Regions from separate parts of the Gossypium hirsutum genome. Here regions 1, 2 and 3 are each linked to region 4. A link is a contact called in public Hi-C data. All regions are on one chromosome and are shown on one strand. The core of a region is the stretch at or near the end of the contact, and the rest is flanking DNA. Distances in the headings are between cores, read along the strand shown. Region 1 has its middle 40 kb from the start of LOC107886364. Region 2 holds the start of LOC107886377 (agamous-like MADS-box protein AGL9 homolog). Region 3 has its middle 99 kb from the start of LOC121227069. Region 4 holds the start of LOC107886376 (squamosa promoter-binding-like protein 16).

Region 1 (5,122 bases), core at 1,102-3,601, 760 kb before region 4:
ACTTGTTTAAATAATTAATTTTAGATTATGCAATTAAGACAATTCATATTGTTAAAACTGATGATTTTATATCGCAGTCTTTTATTGATTGAGTTTGAAAAACTTTCATAAAAGCTTGTTAGTTATGCCCATAATGGTTTAGAGAAATTATTGATTGAACGTATTTGATTAGTATCTAAACCATTACTTATGATAACTAAACTTCCTATTTCAACATGAGATTATGTTGATTTACGTGTTGTACACATCAAGCCAATAAGTTATAAATACTCCCCATTACAATTGGTTTTTAGTCAAGAGCTAAATATTTCTCATCTTTGAATTTGTGAATGTATGTATATGTCCCAATTGCTCCACCACAACGCACAAAGATGAGTGAATCATCAAAGAAATTTGGGAATATATATTAATTACAAGTTTCATTATATTATTAGATGTTTTGAATGTATTGGAGATTCAATTATGACATGTTTTGTGATTACTATTTTGATGTGATAGCTTTCCCGAAATTAAGGGGAGAGAAATAATAGTTGAATGAAATCACTGCTTGTTATCTAGATCCTTATAGAAAGTAATTTGAACCATAAGTCCAAAAAGGATAACTCACTTTATTACAAGTTAACTGTCAGATGTATTTACAAACTTAATGAGAAAAATCAAGTGTTATATACCATCTAATATTTGGAATCAAAGTCCCAGTAGGATAATTAGTTAGAATAAATAATAGATTGACCTATTCCAAAGATGAAAATTATTCTAGATGGCTATTTAATGGCAGGTACTCTAGAAGAGACCCAAGACTCTAATAACTAAAAGTCTAGAAGAGATTCAGGTACTTTAAATTGAAGATTCAAATGGTGAAAATAAAGAAATCTCGATAAGTTATGTCAATTCGAGAAAATGTGGAACCAATAATAAAATTGGTCTATAATGTTTTTGCGTGCAATATTATTGTTGAAATAATGAAATAAAATGAGGATCTTGAATAAATATATTGAGAAATATAAATATAGAATAGATTGGTCAAAATAGAAAAATGCAACTCAAGTGCAATTAATTTGTGGAGTTTTTGGACCAGTAGTCCAAATATCTAAAGGTATAAAGGTATAAAGCCAGTGAGGGTACAAATGAAATAGTTTTGCAAAAACGGAATAAAATGTGAAGTTTTTGCTAAGTCCTGGCATTGATTATGAAAAAAATATTCTTTTGTGGTGGATACAATAACCTTTAAATATATTATTAAACCGACAATTTATAAAATATTTAACTTGCGTCTAATGGTTGTTATTACAACCTTTTATGAATCACTATACAGTAAAGTTTATATTAAAATCCTTGAAGGATTTAGAATGCTAAAAGCATATTGAAATTCTTGAGAAATTTTTTATTTATATGAATTGAAATAATTTGAACATATGTGGTAAATTTGACTGAGTGAATAGTAGTTGAAATAATTTTAATATATGTGGTAAATTTGACTGGGTGAATAGTAGTTGAAGTAGGGTTATAAAATGATCCAAAATACCTATTTATATTTTTATAGAAGAATCATGATTAAAGTTTGTTATGATTATTGTTGAAACTCTTGAAAATATCAAAATATATTTCCCTAAAATTTTCTCACTCATGACTTTCAAAAGAATGGTGATAGAAATGCTTAGCAAATACATTCGAATAGTCATTTGAAAAACTAGTATTCAAGATTGAATACGTAGAATATGAGAAAGTATGTGATATTTTCATGAGGGGAGTATGTGATATTTTCATGAGAGGGAGTAAATACGCGCTGTACTCTTTTTTCCTTAACCAATGTTTTGTTCCATTGAGTTTTCCTGGTAAGGTTTTTAATGAAGCAGCATATTAGGGGTATTATAGATATGTGTACTTTGTTTCCTTCACTAGAAATTTTTTTCCCACATAGTTTTTATCTTAGTAAGGTTTTAACGAGACACATTATCAACAAATAGACATCCAAGGGGGAGTGTTATGAATATTTATTAAGTGGATGTCTATCAAGATGTAGATAAATTTTGATGTACTTTAAATTCTAATAGTAATTAGGAGTGGAGTTCTATTTCATTTATATTTCTTATATCTATAAATATAGACTTTGGATAAGCACTGTAGATGATTCCCATCAATCAATAAAATATGTTCTCTTTACTCTTTGATTCTCTTTATTTTTTATTCTTTGTATTTTATTTTATAACAAAAACTAAAATATTATAGGATAACTATAAGATCTTATAAAAGAAAAACTAACTAAAAAATTGCCTCGCACACACTAAAACTGTGTGGTTTATGAACCGTGGAAGTCATCTTTCCACACACCTTTGTTGGGCTTGGAACATGACATTAGATCTCGACTCATGGGCCCTGAATTTTTTTTTCAATTGAAACAAACATATATTGACAACCTAGTTAATGATATCAAAGAAAGTGCTCAGCATTGTATATATCAACTCAGTTTCAGTTTGACTTCCAACTCATGACTCAGTGTTTAATATGCTACCGATATTTACAATGATAAGTTACATTGTATGAGAAAAAATGCGGGTTTTAAATTATGGAAATAATGTTATTAGGAGAAATAATTGTAAATCTCGCAAAAAAATAATTTTTATAACAACATAATGTACAAATTAATTCCATTAAAAATATATTTATATTGCAGAGCAAGTGCGATTAGTATAAAAATCCCATAACAAATTTATTTTATTAATGCTAAAGTTAATAGGCATTAAAATCATTTTAACTGATATAGAATTATAATTAAAATTATTGTTAGACATTTATTTGATATGAATTCAAATTATGTCTATTGTATAAAAAACAAGAAATATTAACATTAAATTGTATTGTTAAGATTTCAATGATAATTGATGCATGTCAAGTCCTTTGCATCGAGTTACTAGGGTCACTCATAAATTGCTGAGTTTCTTGTTAATTTATTTTCAAAGTTATGACTCCTTTCTGCAATTCATTAGGTAGGAATAATGGAAATGTCAAATGGTGATTTTTTTTTTTAATTCACAATTTAGAGTGATGTATACATTTTCATTAATGAATTCTTTTTTTCCCTGCGTAACTTTTTTAGTAGCTTGAGCTTTCCAACAAAACTTTTAAACATAAAGTTAAAATAAAGAATAGACATTCCAAGAATATAATATCAAACTTTGTTGTTGTACTCCTTAAATTCATAAAGCTCTTATTAACAATTATTGTTTAAGTAGTTTTATTTTCACAAAATAGAACATAATTAAAGATGGTATAGAATAGAGTTGAGAACTTGTGAATTAGGTTTCATGATAATAAGGACAAATTCTGGATAATAAATGTAAGCCAAAATTAAATGCAATAAATTGTTTGACGCAAATATAAATGCAGGTAGGTTGCTGTTGGTCGGTCAAAGATTGAGAATGCAATATGATAAGGCAAAGTTTCCAAGTAATTATGTAATGTTTGGACTTCAAACACACCATTTCCCCAAAATAAAGTTGAAAGTTTCATCAAAAAACTAAACTCGTCTAAATACATAAGACAAAAAACATGACAACATCAGTTACGATAGATTGATAGAAGTATGAAACTTTGTTTTCAACCTTTCATTCTCGCTATGCCCAACCTTCTAAATTTTGTCTTCAAGAATCCAAATAAAATTCCAAAACTTTGGAAGGGTCCAAAATCTAAAAAATTTATAATTTGAATTTTTTTTTGAAGAGCCTAAAAATGCAACTTTTCTATTTGGTCAACATTAAAAACATTAAGGTTAAAAAATGTTCCAAGCTCATGTTGTTTTCGTATTTTTAAAATTTAATCCCATTTTTATTTCTAAGAATTTAATATCTTTAAAATTTCAAAATTAAAATTAAAGTGTTAGTATTATTGAAATTCTTATGTTGAACTCATTGGTTTGATATTTTGAAATAATAAAATGTTCACTTAATAGCCATATAACAAAAAAAATATGGTAATGAACCTGAATTTAATAAAAGAAATTTAACGATATTAACAATTTGATCTAAATCTTGAAAATTGAAAAGTATAAAAACTAAATTCTTAGAAATGAAAGTAGGAGATTAAATTCCAAATGTGCAAATAGTACAAAAACTTGGAGAATATTTTAACCAAAAATTAAACTATAAGGATTAAAATTACAATTACACTATTTAATCAAGGAGGCTAAGCCACTATGTACTCTTGTCTTCATCCTATAATAATATTATTAGAGTTGTCTGACCCAAATTTCTGTTAAAATAAAACATAGGTGACAAGATAAGGAGATTTGCGAAGGCGAAGGCCGAGGGCCAAAGTGGAATTAGTATAGAAGTTTACTTCTTCTATTTGATATTTGATTAGAATAAAGTGTTTTAACTTTACTGCATTACTTCTATTAGATTTTGATTAGAATATGGTTTTACAAACCTATAAATAGGCATAGTCTATACTCCTCTTATATCATTCAAATTCGACATAGTGAATTTTCTTCTCATCTGCCTTTTCACGAAAAATTCTGTGTGTTCTATTTTCTCTTTTTTTGCGATTCATTATCATTATCAACGTTTAATTTTCACAAATATATATAGCAATATTGAAAAAAATTAAAATTAAAATGAATACATTGAATGGCTAATGTTAAAAGTTTAATGTGTTTTGAATAAAGTAAATTTTTCTTAATTCTTCCTTTGGTTTTACGATGGTTGAACAAATAAAATTCCAATAACAACAATGAACAAAATGTTTTTGTTGTTGATATTGGGATAAAGAAGCCGAAATATTCAAATTCAAAGAAAAATAAGATGTTACATATTTGAGGGGCGTATGTTTTAGGAGCAAAATGTGAAACAAAAACATTAGGAGTGTATTTGTCTTGTTCAATACAACACTGTCCTTGTCTTCTTAAAATTCACAAATTGTAAATGAGGTATTTCATTTTCAAGAGATGTTGAAAGGAATAATGGAAATTTCTTTGTTCAAAAGTCAATACCTTCATCTTCTATTTTCAATTTCCTTGTTTTCATTTCACCAAAATAAACTTCAATTTTTTAAAAACATCAATGTAATTATCAGTTTCTCCCTCCAATTAAACCCTTCCATGCTGCATATTAAGTACCTTAATAAT
Region 2 (4,586 bases), core at 716-3,215, 790 kb after region 4:
TCTTCCCATTCTGTTTAATTTAGATTCTCAGGCTTTTTCTCGGTAACAACCTTTTTCAAGCCGGTTTAAACTAGAATTGCAATCATCTGAACTTGCCACAAATTGAAATTTGTCTCATCATCATACTTCTTAATTTCAAACCTTATTGCTGCCATATCTAAATGGGCTGATCTATGAATATTGAACTAGCTCTGATACCACTTGTTAGGATCGACCCTATTAAGCAACAAGAAAAAAAATATCGGAATAAATTGAGAAATTGAACACACAAATTTAACGTGAAAAAACCCCTCCAAAGAGGATAAAAAACCACGGTCAAAAATAATTTTACTATAATGGCAAAACAAATAGTACAAAAGATGGAGATAAAAATTAAACCCCTAAAACCCGAAAATAAAAAACCCTCAAAACAAAAATACAAAATTCTCTAAATGTGTTATGAGTTCTAATATCTAATGGGTGTATTTTCTAAAATTGTAAAAGAGCCTATTTATAGGCTAAATTCATAGGCCAAATAATAATAAAATAATCTAAACTAATTAGTGTTTGATTAAAACAAATAAACAGAGTTTAACTAGAAAATTATTTCTCAAATTTGACTGAAATAAGAGTCATACTTAACACCAACAAAAACATGGACCATATAATAGGACGCAATGATGCACGAAAGTATGAAAAATATTGCAAATTGATGCATAAAATCATGAAACCATACTAGCTATCATGTGTTCAATGTATATTCATATATAAGTATAAGAAATAACTATTTAAAAATTAATTTTTTTTCGTATTTGATCCTTTTTCTAAATTCCAAATAATGTTCGACGTAATTACATTAAATTAATGCAAAATGAGTTAAAAAGAAACTAAATCATAAGGGTTTGGGTCATTTATATGAAATAATCACATACAGCAGCTAACATATGCAATCGTTTCAATAATTCCTTGCAAAATGTACAAAGGGAGGGGGGGAATTAAGAAATTAATGTGAGAACCACAATTAGCAAGCTTCTCCTTTAATTCCTTCAAAACTCTCCAACCTTCGAACTAATTAAAAATATATATACACATAGATACATATATTTTGCTCTTTTCAGCTTTTCTTATCTCTCTCAGTAACATTTGCTTCGCCTCTAATCATGCAATTCTTGTTATCATCATTAAAGTTATGGATTTGACTCCACAACTCCAGTAATCTCAGCATGCACACTCCTTTGTATACAATACCAAGATAAAACTTATTATAGTAAAAAATCAAGGCTTTATTCTTATGAAAAAACATTGTTCTATGATCCATGACATCATCACGACATGCTGCTAATTAATTAATTAAGTTAACCATATTAGGATTACGTTAGAAGATTGCAAGACAAGGATTTGTCTTAAAAATTAAAAAGACCAAGCAGAAGGGTAATTACGTAAATAGAAGGGAACAGATTGCGGAGGGTTCACCTTCTTAAGGTTAGGTCATACGATTGCCCGAACCCTAAAATGGTCAGTTGGATCATTACAAGTCTATGTACTTCTCCATTCGACACGTAGCAGTGTGGCAGTGATCCTTTTGCATTGACTGGTTAAGGTTTCTCAGCTTCTTCGTCTTTGGCTGTTCCTTGTTTCTCACCGTTGGATGGGGTTGATCCAACGGGCAATGGGTGAAGCTTAAGTAAAGGTACAAAAGAAAGTAGGTCCCTTGGAGATATAATATACCTAAAGGAAAATCCTTTTTGTTTAGGCTGTCTTATCATTTTGTTTAGTGCGTAAAACAAAGCAAAAGGTTTAAGTTTTTTTTGTTTGTTGGGGGGGCGGGGGGGTTAATTCTGATTACTTGATGGATGAAGTTGTTAGCGAAAGCGTATCATCCATGACAGAATAAATAGAGAGAAAAGCAAGAAGAAGAACAAAAGTGTTAAAGAGAGAGTGTTTGGGGTATTGCAAAGATAATATTTTTATTGGGGAAAAAAAGAATGGGGAGAGGTAGGGTTGAGTTGAAGAGAATTGAGAACAAGATTAACAGGCAAGTAACTTTTGCTAAGAGAAGGAATGGGCTTTTGAAGAAAGCCTATGAGCTTTCCGTTCTTTGTGATGCAGAGGTTGCTCTCATCATCTTCTCCAATAGGGGAAAACTGTACGAGTTTTGCAGTAGTTCAAGGTATCACCAAAACTATTTCACCTTTTTTCTTTTTTGGTACCCTCTTTCAAAACCCCAAAACCAACAGGGTTTTTTTTTTTCGTAAAACAACGCAAGCTCTCGCTTCTTTCTTTTTGCTTGCTTTGATTTCTGACTTTTGGGGGTTCAAAGAGGAGGGTTTTTTTGCTGTTTTGGGTGTGATTTTGGGGTATTCAAGTTATGGGAGAAAATTTTGAGAAAAGAGTGAAATTTTATAATATAAAGCTATGTTTGAGTTTTACCGTTTTGGTGAATGTCTTGGCGTTTGCCTGTGTGTTTTTCCTCTTCTTCTTGATGTTAGATCTGCAATTCTAAATCGTCAAAAGACAACATCCCTCTCTTGTGTATATATATATATATTCCCACTTTAATTTCTTCTCTTCCTTCTTTGATCTCTTTGGTTTTATCACCCCTTTCCTTTCCCCTCTTTCATCCTTACATATATATATTAACTACAAGTTTGTTTTTAAAATCTCCGATCTAACGTCTTTCATGTTTAACATAAGAAGCTGAAAGATCTCTTGCAGATTAGCTTTGAATACTTTTATTCTTTCTTTAATTTCTCTCGTTCAAGCTTTGATTAGATCCTGTTTTTTTCCTCTTAAATCATTATAGATCATGTATATTAATTTCTCATATAAACAACCAAAAGCTTATTTAGATAAAAGGAAAAAAAAAGAACAGAAAGAAAGCTTTCGATGAGCTCATAAATTTACACGATCTGAGCTTAGGGTTTTATTTTAAAGTTTCAAACTTAATCCCATATCTAAAAGCAGACTTCAACCTGGTTTATTTTTCTAAAACAAAACAGATAAAAAAAACCCAAGGATACCTGTTTGAGATGTTACAAAAACAAAATCAAAACAGTAAAGACAAACAAGAGATTTCAGCCTGTCGTTTCTACTTTTTCAGATGTGTCTTTTCTTTCTTACAAACCAACTTCCTTCTTTCCAATGGATTCTATCATGTCTGCGATCTATTTCAATGGATCACTTAAAAGGGTACATCTCCATCAATGCTTCTGAGTTTCTAAGGTTTTGATTCTCCCAAAGCTGCTGCCCCCCATGTTAGGGTTTTCAACTTTCTTTTCCTTCGCTTTAAAATCTAAATTTCGTTTAGAAGGCTGAAATATTTGATGTTTTTAATTCTTTCAATTGATCTACTTGCATGAGCGCTGCTTGTCTTAATTCCACTGGTCTAGAATATTAATTAACGCAAATGTATTGATTATTATGTGATTAGTAGTACTACGTTTATTAATTAATTAATACACAGTTTGCCTGTGTTAATTAATCTCTTTTTCATCGTCATTACAAGTATAATTTGATGATTTGTAAGTTTAATTAAAAGCTTAGTTTAAGTAAGGTGTTTTGGAAACCTTGGATCATTAATTAAATAATAAGGAACAAGTTCTGATTCCCAACATTTGGTGAATAATTAAACCATCCAATTTATTGTACCAAGAAAAAAAACTAATTAAAGATTGCTTTCATTTTAATTACTTCCTCTTAAAATTTTAAAAAATAAAAATAAAAACTTTTGTGATACAGTGAGCATTTTTCTTTTTAACAGCATTTTATTATTATTATTTTTTAAAAATATTATCCTTTTTATCTTTATTGTCAGTGTGTTGTTAAATGATGGATCCTCAATGGCTGATTTTTGAACTTCTATTACTTTTTTTGTCCCATCTTTTTTAATTGAACTTTGATAATTGTTTTTGGATTTATCTTTTCAACATACAGCTCCAATTTCAACCATTCGAATATTGTGTTTATGAATGTGTTGTATCCTTGAACTAACATTTAGTCATTTACCTTGATATATATATAGCATGATGAAAACATTGGAGAGGTACCAGAAGTGCAGCCATGGAGCACCAGAGACAAATGTTTCAACTAGGGAGGCTCTGGTAATATGCTACTCATCTCTGCCAACTGAGATTTGAAAACACTGCCTTGGTTTTTTCTTCTTTGGAGTTTCTATGCTCCCTATATGGAATACATGTTAGCTCATTAATCCAGTGTGTAACCAAACTATTCCTCATATCTCTACAAAGCTCATCTCTCCCATAGAGATCCATAACATTGCATCTTTCTCATAATTCTACTTACTTTATATTTATAAAGCATATTACTTGATCTCCCTACTAAGGTTTCTTACCTAATACAACATTTTACCTTAGAGTTTTGGCTTGGTTTTGTTTTTTGTTGCTTGTTTCTTAAGATTAGCCATTATATGCATTTGGCTTACATTTTTCAGCTAGATGATGATTGAAACAATGAAGTAATACATAGTAATTAACCTGTCTATCAATGCTAAACTTGGCTGCAAATGTGTAGTTTTGTGGGAATAAATGCAAATTTCATGATGTGTCTGTAGGAGCTAAGCAGCCAGCAGGAATATCTGAAGCTTAAAG
Region 3 (4,947 bases), core at 872-3,371, 570 kb after region 4:
GACTCATTTTTTGCGAACTACTGTAGCAAAAGAGCGTCCACGTGGAAGCTTTTTTCAAAACTTTAGCCGATAGTGCATCCTGCTTGAAGCGTTTTCGACACTATTTGTTTAGAAACGTTGACTCAGGCTCATGTTTCTGCGAACTACTATAGCAAAAGAGCGTCCACGTGGAAGCTTTTTTCAGAACTTTTGCTGACAGTGCATCCTACTTGAAGCGTTTTCGACACTATCTGTTCAGAAACATCTACTCAGATTTATTTTTCTACGAACTACTGTAGCAAAAAAAGCGTCCATGTGGGAGTTTTTTCCAGAAATTTTCTGACATTGCATCCTGCATGAAGCGTTTTCGACACTATTTGTTCAGAAATGTCTACTCAAAATTATTCTTGCAGAAACCCTAAACCTTAAACCCTAAGAAAAAATTATATTGCTTATATGTTTTTTTTCTAATACCCTAAACACAAATTTATTTAAAAACACTAAACCCTAATTTAATCAATTAATCTTAAACCCTAAATTCTAATTTAGTATTTAGTATTTAAAATTAATATTTAATTTAATGAATTAACCTTAAAACCCTAAACCTTAATTCAATTAATTTTTCTCAAAACCCTATACTTAGCATAGTGCCAGTATGTATGTATGCTGCAATCATGTTATCTTTGAGAATTTCTTTTTTGTGTATGTATATTAGAAATTAATAATTAAAAAAAATCAGAAATGAGCTTGTTACAAGGTAAAAGAAACTTAGCCGGTGGATCAAAAATAAAATGATCTAAGCCATGATAAGGGAAAAAAACTTAAATGCTGAAGTAATCGAATTACCAAGTTGTTGTTTACACGTTAAGAGTTATTTAAGGATTTTTACAAAAATATTATAAGAAATAAAATATTGAAATAGTATGTTTAAACGATCATGTATCAATTAACCTTAATTTAATCAATCCCTAATTTAATCAATTAACCGCAAACCCTTAAACTCTAATTTAGTATTTAGTATTTAAAATTACTAGTTAATTTAAACCCCAAATCAATTAATCTTTTTATAAACCCTAAAAACCCTAAAACCCTAAAATATAAAAAACCCTAACCCTAAAATATAAAAAACCCTAACCCTAAAAACCCTAAAAACTCTAACGTAAAAAACGGGCAAAACGCTTCCCTAGGGGAGCGTTTTTGTCCACGTCAACAAAGCACTCCCTCTAGGAAGCATTTTCTGCTGACGTGGACAAAAGCGCTCCCCCAGGGAAGCGTTTTGCTGACAAGTACTCTGAAAGCACGCTGACGTGAACGCGTTTTCGGGAAAAATAGCCTAGTCCGGTAAATAACCAAAAAATCGGCTCATTTCTGTAATTAACTTTAAAAAAGAGTATTTTTCAGTAAAACGCCCTTTAATGTGATTGATACTTTTAAATATCAAATTAAAAAAATAAGTACCAAAATTAAAAAATATATATACTTTATAATTAAACCGTGAACCATGCCATAAATAATTATATTTCCACCCTTCAATAATTTATCTTTTCTATTTTCTTTGCTTGGGCAAAGCTCAAGTGTAGATTTAGCAATCCCTAGCTGCTGATAAGACTTCCAATACCGATAACCCCACTAGATGTGACTTCTTTAAAGAGAAGTATACAAAAAGGGAATAATGTCCACATGTCATTATTATGTTGACATTTATAGTGTCTTCCTTGAAATGGCAACCAAAATTTGACATTTCCTAACCCATCCCTCCACCATTTATTATTTACATTAACTCTCGATAACAATAATTACAAAATATTTTTTAAATAATTAATCATGAAATATAATTCATCCTCATTCTTAACAAGTAATCACCACGTCAGGTTTGATCATTATTTTAAATCATGACATTCTATTACATTTAAGCTGCTCTGGTCCTCAACCACCGCCCAATTTACACTCGATTTTCATCACTCAAATTTCAACACAAGCAACGTGTGTCGATTTGAAATTCTGGAGAAATACATATAACCGGAATATTTTTATTACTTATTTTTACTGAAAACCATCTCTTTCAAATGGGCCATTGCGATTGATGATTGAAGTGATGTAAATAAGGACACAGAGAGATTAGTTAGGTATCGCTGTCAAATGGGGGAAGTGGGTTTTCTTTTTACAAATTCTAAGTTAGATAACATTTTCTTTTAGCTATATTCTTAACCGGCTATAATTAAATGAATATGAATTGAATGATATTCTTTTTATCAAAGCTTAAATAGTAAAATAGTATTTGATATTTTAATTTCTTTATCACAAGTGGTATTATCCCACTTATTAAAAAAATACTTTTAAGTTAAAATTTAATTTAAAAGATAAGATTGAATAAAATTAAATTATTAAAAATCAAATTTAGTTAAATCTTTTTTATTTTTTAACTGTGAGATAATATTTTTTGTAATATCTTTTTTCCTACTAAACTTCTCCCTAGTATTTGGCTTTATATTTTATCTAGGTTTTTTCTATTGTAGAGGTTCATCCAACAATAATTGTTTTATACAAATTATATAGAAAAGAAAGAATAAATTATTTAAAAAAAATACATGGATTTTGGATCTAGGTGAGAAAAAAAGATCAAAATTGAGGCTAAAAAAACTCATCGAAATATGAATATTGTTGCTGAAAATTGGGTTTTGATAAAATTTTTACAGATTATTAAAGTTTTTGTAACTGAAGTTTTTGAGTGAATAACAAAACTAATGAATATGTTTATAATGTTTTTTTTTAAGAAAAAAGCATAAGAAAATATTATTTTTCAATTTTAAAAGTGTTATGTATCATAAAATGATTGATTAAGAATTTTTTTTTAAAATCGTTTAAATAATTTAAATAATAAAATATAATTTAAGTACCATCGAAGATAATGAAATATAATTTAAGTATAGTTATGATAAAAATAAATTAAATATCAACTTAAAAAATATAGTTTAAATAGCGTTTTATGAATTGGTTGTGTTAATATTACTGTGGATAATTAAGGTCGTCCCCAACAGCAGCAGAGTGCGTGGTCTGGCCCTATATAGGTGTATAATTGCAGCACGTTGCAACCCACGAAGCTTGGCGTCACTTCAGAATACAAAGAGAAACCCACGTGGTCTTGACTCTTAATTTTGTCTCACCCTCCCCACTTGGCCGTTTGCCTTTGCCTTTGCCTTTGGTTTTTCATTGATTCTTTTCTTAATTTCTGAACCACTTCTTCCTCAACGCACCAGATCCATCTCTTTATCTGATTTTTTATTACATTTTTAATAAGGCAAAGTATTCACATACCGCATTATTATCCCATTTTTATTTTTTGTTTGGAAAAAGTAGTTTATTTTTAACATTTATTTATAGTTAAGTTTAAACATAATATTAACAGATTTTATATTTGTTTAAGTTTGATTTGAAGTGAAATATAGATATAAATTTTTGTTTAAGTTTGTCTATATTTACAAATGTATAATGCAAGCTTATTTTAGGCTTGCCCATATTATTATTTTTTAAAATTTTTAAAATTATATTTATATTAGTTTAATTTTATAGTCTTATATAATTTTTAATTACTAATTATAATAATTATCTTAATTTTTTTAATGTTTATATTATAGTAGTATTATATATTACTCTAGATTTAATTTTTATTTGTTATAAATTATATAATATAAATTATTGCAAACTTAAAAATGAGCCGGGCTCAAGCCTTGAATATTCAAGCTCAGCCCATATTTTAAAAAGGCCTAACTTTTTTTCCCAAACCAATTTTCCGAGCCAAATATTTTTGCCTAAGCCCTTCCTAATTTTGGGTGGGCCTTCGGGTCTGGGCGGATAGCTTGGCCTATGATCAGGTCTACTTATAATTAAACTTATTTTGTATAATATTTATATTGGGTATACAATTATTTCTCAATTTAAATTTATTGTAAATATGTAGCATTATATGTTTGAATTTGTACGGGATATATTTTAATATTTAAAATACTATTTATATATTTAAATTAAATTTTACAAATAATTAATATTAATTGCTTAACAATATTTAAAATTTATATTTCATATATCAAAATATTAATAATGAGTTACAATATTTTTTTAATATCATAATATTTACTAATTTTATCTCTTAAGTATTTTTTGATTTTTTTTATAACAATACTAAATACTTAAGGTTTAGTTCTCCATTGTTATTGTGGTTGAAAAGTGTTTTAAAAAAGTGTGTAACACCCTTTCCTGATCCAATAACAAATTCGGATGAAGAATATCACAATAAAAAAAAATTTTGAAAGCTTTTCATAACATTTACACTTAATTTTCTATTATTGGATTCAATTTCAACTTTTAAAATTCAATTTTGTGTTTGATATAAAAATTTATACGTAAATCCATCATCTGAGTTTATTTCATAGCCTTAAGACTTACTTTTAATTATTATCACTAATTCATCTCAAATTCGTATACACAACTCAAACAAATATTCCAAATTACATACAAATCATAACAATTTTAACTTACCAATTTCAAATTGGTACAAATCATATTAAAATTTCATATTTAAAACATGTTAATTTAAATACAATTTTATAATACTTTAAATATCATATTCTTATATTCATATCATAAAAAATCCAAACTTTATCTTCTCTATTTAATCCTGGTTTTAAAATTTTACATAATTTGCAATTTAACCCTTATTTCAATTTTTATCAAATTAATCAATTAAAATCATCCTTCAAATTTTTTATAAAATCATTTAACATTCACATCATACATGAACATAATACTTTCATCACTTAAAACATATAAAATAAATAATTATATATACTTAATTCTTACAATTTTACATAAAATTATACATTCAAATAAACATAATATAATAAGTGGAACAACTTACCCAAACTTTCCCCACTTCCATCTTCGTCTTTAAGCCTTTACAGTTGATTTCAT
Region 4 (5,162 bases), core at 1,471-3,970:
ATGTAAATATTTTTAAGTATGGCATGTATAAGCTAGAATGTCTATGTATTTAAGCTTTGATATGTATATATATGTTATGCCATGAGAGTTGGCTAGCAAATGGTATGTTTTGTGCTTAGTTTTGGTAAATGGGTTGTGATGCCAAATTGTGTATACTTGTAATGGTTATATAGTCTTGTATGTGGTGGTCATTTTAAAATATACCAAGTTGAGGAAATGGTAAGTTTAAGCATGAGTTAGAAGGTGCTATAAGTGAGCTATGAAATGAGCATTTTGGCATGTTGTTGTAATAAGAATTTTAATGTGTTTTGGTATGGATTTGAATAGGTTATTGAATGGTGATGATTTAGTTATAATGAAGCATGTGTTGAACAGGGAATTGGCTGAAAATTTTAGTATAAATGTTGTTTAATATTGCTTGTCGGAATGATCCAAAAAGGGGTGGCAAGTTGGCTTAAACCAAGCCTGTATTTTGCCACACGGTCAGGGAACACGGGCGTGCCTTGTGGCCGTGTATGCAAAACAGTAACATCTTAAGATCACACGGTTAAGACACATGGGCGTGTCATATGGCCGTGGCCTCAAGTCAATAGCTAGCTAAGTATCACACGACCATAGCATACAGGCGTGTCTGTTGGTTGTGGGTGAAAGTTAGTATGTATGCCTTGTTTTGGCATGGTTGGTTCACATGGGCGTGTCTGGTGCCCGTGTGAGGCACACAGCTTGGTCACACGGACGTGTGACCTCAACAGAATTAAAAATTTTCTGAGTTCTGAAATTTATGAATGTGTTCGGTTTAGTTCCGACTGTCCTTAAAAGTATGTTTTAGGTCTCGTAGACCATCATAAGGGATGAATTGTTGATCATTGCCTATGTATTAATGTTATGTGATAATTGTGATTCTGAATTGGTCTAAAATGTTCTGTCTGTCTGGTAATGCCCCTTACCTATTCCGGCAACGGTTATGGGATAGGGGTGTTACAGATTGGAAGTTGGATGAGCTATTTATAGGTTTTGGAATTAAGGTTCTATTAGGGTTTTAAGAGAACCTTAATGCTCATGGATGGCAGATCAATTTAAATTGTAATTTCTTTTTCAAATAATCGACCACAAATAAAGATGTACAATATTTTTTTTAATTTTTACAAAGAACTAGACACTCATGAGTGTCAAGTTCGTTTTAAGTATTATCCACATGTTAAGAAAATAAGTTATATTGTTACAATTTAAAGTTAATCATTTTACACGGAGTTGATACTCACCGGTGTCAAGGTGCTTCAATAATTTTACAATAGTTATTCTAATTCAATGAGATTCAAAAAAACTTAATGATACAATACATTTTATTAAACTCTGACACCCATAAGTATTAGGTTAATCATAACAAAGTATATTTCTGAAATTTAATTTTTAATGATATCTATTTTACTAAATGATAAAAAAATTTACTCTACTTACGTACAAAAAGTGAATAACTAGATAAGTGCAATTAAAATTAATATTAGAATATGTTACTTGGATACAAAGTACAAACATAATAGTGATTATAAGATGAAAATGAAAATACTAATTAAATACATTAATATAAAATTTTGTTTTTGGTTAAATTGCTTGTCTTTTTCTAAATAATTATTTGGTACATAGATTGTAAATATTTAAAATTTCATAAGTGAATTTGAGATTTTTTTATGTGAATTTAAGTTGTATTTAAATAATTAAAAATAAATAAATAATACAAAATCTTATCTCCCTTGGTGGAGTTGAAAGTTTTCATCATTTGTGTATTAAATAATTATTTTTATAAAAAAATATTTAAAAATTTAACATGTATTATTTTATACATTAACAGTTTTAATTAGTAAACAAATTATTTAAAACTTATATATAATGACTTTTTTAGGGTTAAAGCCGACAGCCTAATGCCCCCTCTCTTACTCAATCATTATTCCATTTGTTGCTGCTACTGATGAAGAAAAACATCATATCCAAAATTACAAGTCAACAAAAGTATGGGTTAATACACAGAAAATCAAAATATTAGACTTCAATTTTGTTTTATTTATTCCAAAATTAAATTGAACCCAATAGTCATGTTAATGGCATGATAAAAGGTTCCCAGGTGCAAAATTGGGTTCCAATATGATATAATCTTCCTTATTATTATATACCCAAATTAATATTTTCTTTATTATATAATCTTTTTTTTCTATTTTACCGAATTTCAGGTTTTGGTTCAAAATTTAAAATAGAATCATGTGCTTTTTCATGTGAAATAAAACAAATTCTGAAATACAATTGAATAGTGAAGTATATTCAAAACAAATTAATTCGTAAAAGAATCTTTTTAAAAATTCATAATTAATCTTTTAACCGTCTAATTTTATAAAGAAAAATTATTTTAATTTTTCACTTTTTTAATTTTTGAACTTACCGACCTCAAAATAGATAACAAAAAAACAAATCATCCTAAAATTGAATTTAGGAAAAAAATATTTTTAAGAAAAATTATAATTAAAAAACAAAAAATATTTGATAAAATCAAATTAAAATAAAACTAAATAACCAAGACATCCAGCAAAGGACAAACAAACAAATAAAATCGGAACCGGAAAGTGAAACACAACACATAGGCCTTTTGTACTTTTTTTTCCCTCTCTCTCCGGATAAAAGGTTGATACTTAAAAAAGCAATTAGAACACCCTGTCACTTTCCTTGCCACTCGTTTCTTTTTTCTTTTCAGCAACCATTATTATTGAGTTTCATTTTATTATGCAACTTGTTTCTAACTTTCAAAGCTCTCTACACCTATAAAATAAGCTGGAAACCTTACATGCTCATCTCCTTTGCCACTTTCACTTCTCTCTCTTAATCTCCATTGTTGAATAAATTATTAACCCTAGCTTAGCTTAACCCTAGCTTAGCTTTCATAGATTAAGAAGCTCACAATCCCTTTCTTAAATGGCTATTTGTTCTTGTGCTCAAAAGTAGTTTTTTTTCACTTCACACTTCTCCCCATTTCAAACTTTTTTTTCTCCTTTTTCACAGCTTATCTGAAACTATCATTGCAGAACGTGCCCAGCTTCTGCTAGATTTCTCTCAGGTACCCCTTCACCCTTTTACTTACCTCTTTATATATGGTAAGCAAAATACTAATTCAAAGTGCTTCATTCTTTTTAAGAAATTAGATGTAACTCTATACTTTATGCTAATAAAAATCGTAGGGTTGTTTTAGGGAGAAAGTTTAGGTCTCTTTATTACTTATCTACTAAATTTATTTTAATAAAATTAACATTTGTTACTGTTTGAGATATACGTGGGTTGAACCTTAAACAATATTAAAAAATATAAATAAAAATAGCCGTGATATAAAAAATATTTTATTATATTTTTTAAATCGTATATATCAATTTTATAAAAATTAAATAAATGTATTTAATAGTAAACTAAAGTGGTTTCTTCTGGTCGTTGCAATGATAACTATATGTCACGGTTGAAAAAGACCCATATGGTCTTCCCCCCCCCCCCGCCCTTTTTAGTAAATCAACGGGGTTTAGTATATTCACCAACCTTTGCTCCAACTTTATAAAGTGAAAAAGTCTCTACTTTGGGAAATACCCACTCAACCTAAGAACAAAAATACAATTACTAACATGTTTTTTTTGGGGTTCAATACAAGTTCAACATTTCCAACGAATTATTATTTAAGCCCAATTGGGATTTTAAAAAGTTTTAAGTGTTTTGTTTCAATATAAAAAGGAAAAAGAAAAACACATATTGTGGCAAAGGCCTTTCTTTGTTTTCCAAAAGTATCTTCCATGCTACTTGTGGTTGGGATGCGAGTGCCACTCCATTGATGTCACACTGTTTACAACATTTCCAATGTCTTATTTTTAAATTCAATTCCCAAAAGCCATGTTACCTATTAAAATTCAAAAAAAGATAAATTTAACTTTAAATATCATAAAAGGTGGGGGGCCTATTACCATTAAGACCGCCTTCCTTTCCTTTCACACTCTTTTCCTTGACAAATGTATGATGTTTTATAGTTTCTTTTTAATATTCACATATTTATAAAACAACAAACACAGATAATGAGATTCATTAAGATCATTCAAATTGCTAAACATCTTGAAATTTTTAAATATAGTCATGTTTTGCTCTTATATGAATCATAATAACATGGCTGAACAGGACAATGGAAGAGTCAACATTAGACTTCTTTTTATACTTCTCCCATTGTAATAGCAAGTATGTTCATGACTCTTTTGACACATTTACAACTTTGCACCATCATTCCCATTCAAAATTTTTCAAGTTATAATTCAAAATTTCATTTCTTCCACTTAAACTTATTAAGTAGTAAGTATTAATTGTCAACGACTCTTTAGTTTGGTCATATATGATGAGTCATTTATAGTAGGCGGATGGATGGATCATTTTTATGAGTTTCCAACCCAACCCAACCAATCATCCCCTTCCTCTTGTTCTTCATCTTGAAATGACCCAAAAAAAGAAACAAACTTTGTAGTCCCAATATATTTTAATAAAACCCAACTCCCCGAAGTATAAATTTAACATTTTTCTAGATTTGGTTTAAGTCCCATTATTTGTTTCTAAGGAACGATTTTAAGAGGGGCTTGAATTTACGTTATAGTTTGATTAAGGTGATGGGACTGAAGAACAAGAAATAAGAAGACATTGTAATGTTTGCAGCGATATTGAGGTGTTTAAAGTCCATTGTAACTCAGCAGGTGAATTAGGAATCGCCAGCCATTGTTGGATTTGAGAGTTTTGGTTATTCTGAAGATTACTGTGAAGGGTGCCATTGATGGAATCAGCACCATCATCTGCTTCGTTTAAAAGGGCTCGGCCGCCTGGTTTCGGAAACCAAGGACCTTCATGCTTGGTTGATGGTTGCACTGCGGACCTCAGCAAATGCAGGGACTACCATCGACGCCATAAAGTATGCGAAGTCCACTCTAAAACCCCAAAAGTCTCAATTAGGGGTCAAGAACAACGATTTTGTCAGCAGTGCAGCAGGTAACAATTGAATCGCTTTATGCAGATTGAACATGGAGTTCAATAGATTTTGCTTTCCTCAATCATTTTACTTTTTTCCATTGCCTCCTCATCTGCTGATTTTTCCCTATATGGATCGATTC

The links. A called contact is a pair of places that touch in the nucleus more often than the background predicts.
Region 1: a contact with region 4 is called in a Hi-C map of leaf, with 3 times the contacts expected there. The contact joins the enhancer-like site here to the promoter of LOC107886376 in region 4. A contact is called at or near these places in 2 of 34 Hi-C or Micro-C datasets (both in leaf).
Region 2: a contact with region 4 is called in a Hi-C map of leaf, with 4 times the contacts expected there. The contact joins the promoter of LOC107886377 here to the promoter of LOC107886376 in region 4. A contact is called at or near these places in 8 of 34 Hi-C or Micro-C datasets (anther, leaf and petal).
Region 3: a Hi-C map of leaf shows a contact between it and region 4, with 1.8 times the contacts expected there. The contact joins the enhancer-like site here to the promoter of LOC107886376 in region 4. A contact is called at or near these places in 4 of 34 Hi-C or Micro-C datasets (leaf and petal).

What each region holds. Positions count from the first base shown.
Region 1 is chrA03:78,668,705-78,673,826 of Gossypium_hirsutum_v2.1, reverse strand. No RefSeq gene overlaps it. Among protein-coding and RNA genes, the nearest start is that of LOC107886364, 40 kb to the right of the region's middle. Within about 2 kb of position 2,351, at least 1 of the 9 cell types and tissues checked has an H3K27ac peak or open chromatin away from gene starts, as enhancers often do. A contact at or near this core is called in leaf, where this site is marked.
Region 2 is chrA03:77,122,423-77,127,008 of Gossypium_hirsutum_v2.1, reverse strand. LOC107886377 (agamous-like MADS-box protein AGL9 homolog) reads left to right here and starts at 1,965. Exons shown (of 8, transcript NM_001326726.1): 1 at 1,965-2,149; 2 at 4,001-4,079; 3 at 4,550-4,586. The coding sequence starts at 1,965.
Region 3 is chrA03:77,340,320-77,345,266 of Gossypium_hirsutum_v2.1, reverse strand. No RefSeq gene overlaps it. Among protein-coding and RNA genes, the nearest start is that of LOC121227069, 99 kb to the right of the region's middle. Within about 2 kb of position 2,121, at least 4 of the 9 cell types and tissues checked have an H3K27ac peak or open chromatin away from gene starts, as enhancers often do. A contact at or near this core is called in leaf, where this site is marked.
Region 4 is chrA03:77,912,949-77,918,110 of Gossypium_hirsutum_v2.1, reverse strand. LOC107886376 (squamosa promoter-binding-like protein 16) reads left to right here and starts at 2,720. Exons shown (of 4, transcript XM_016810306.2): 1 at 2,720-3,100; 2 at 4,752-5,040. The coding sequence starts at 4,829.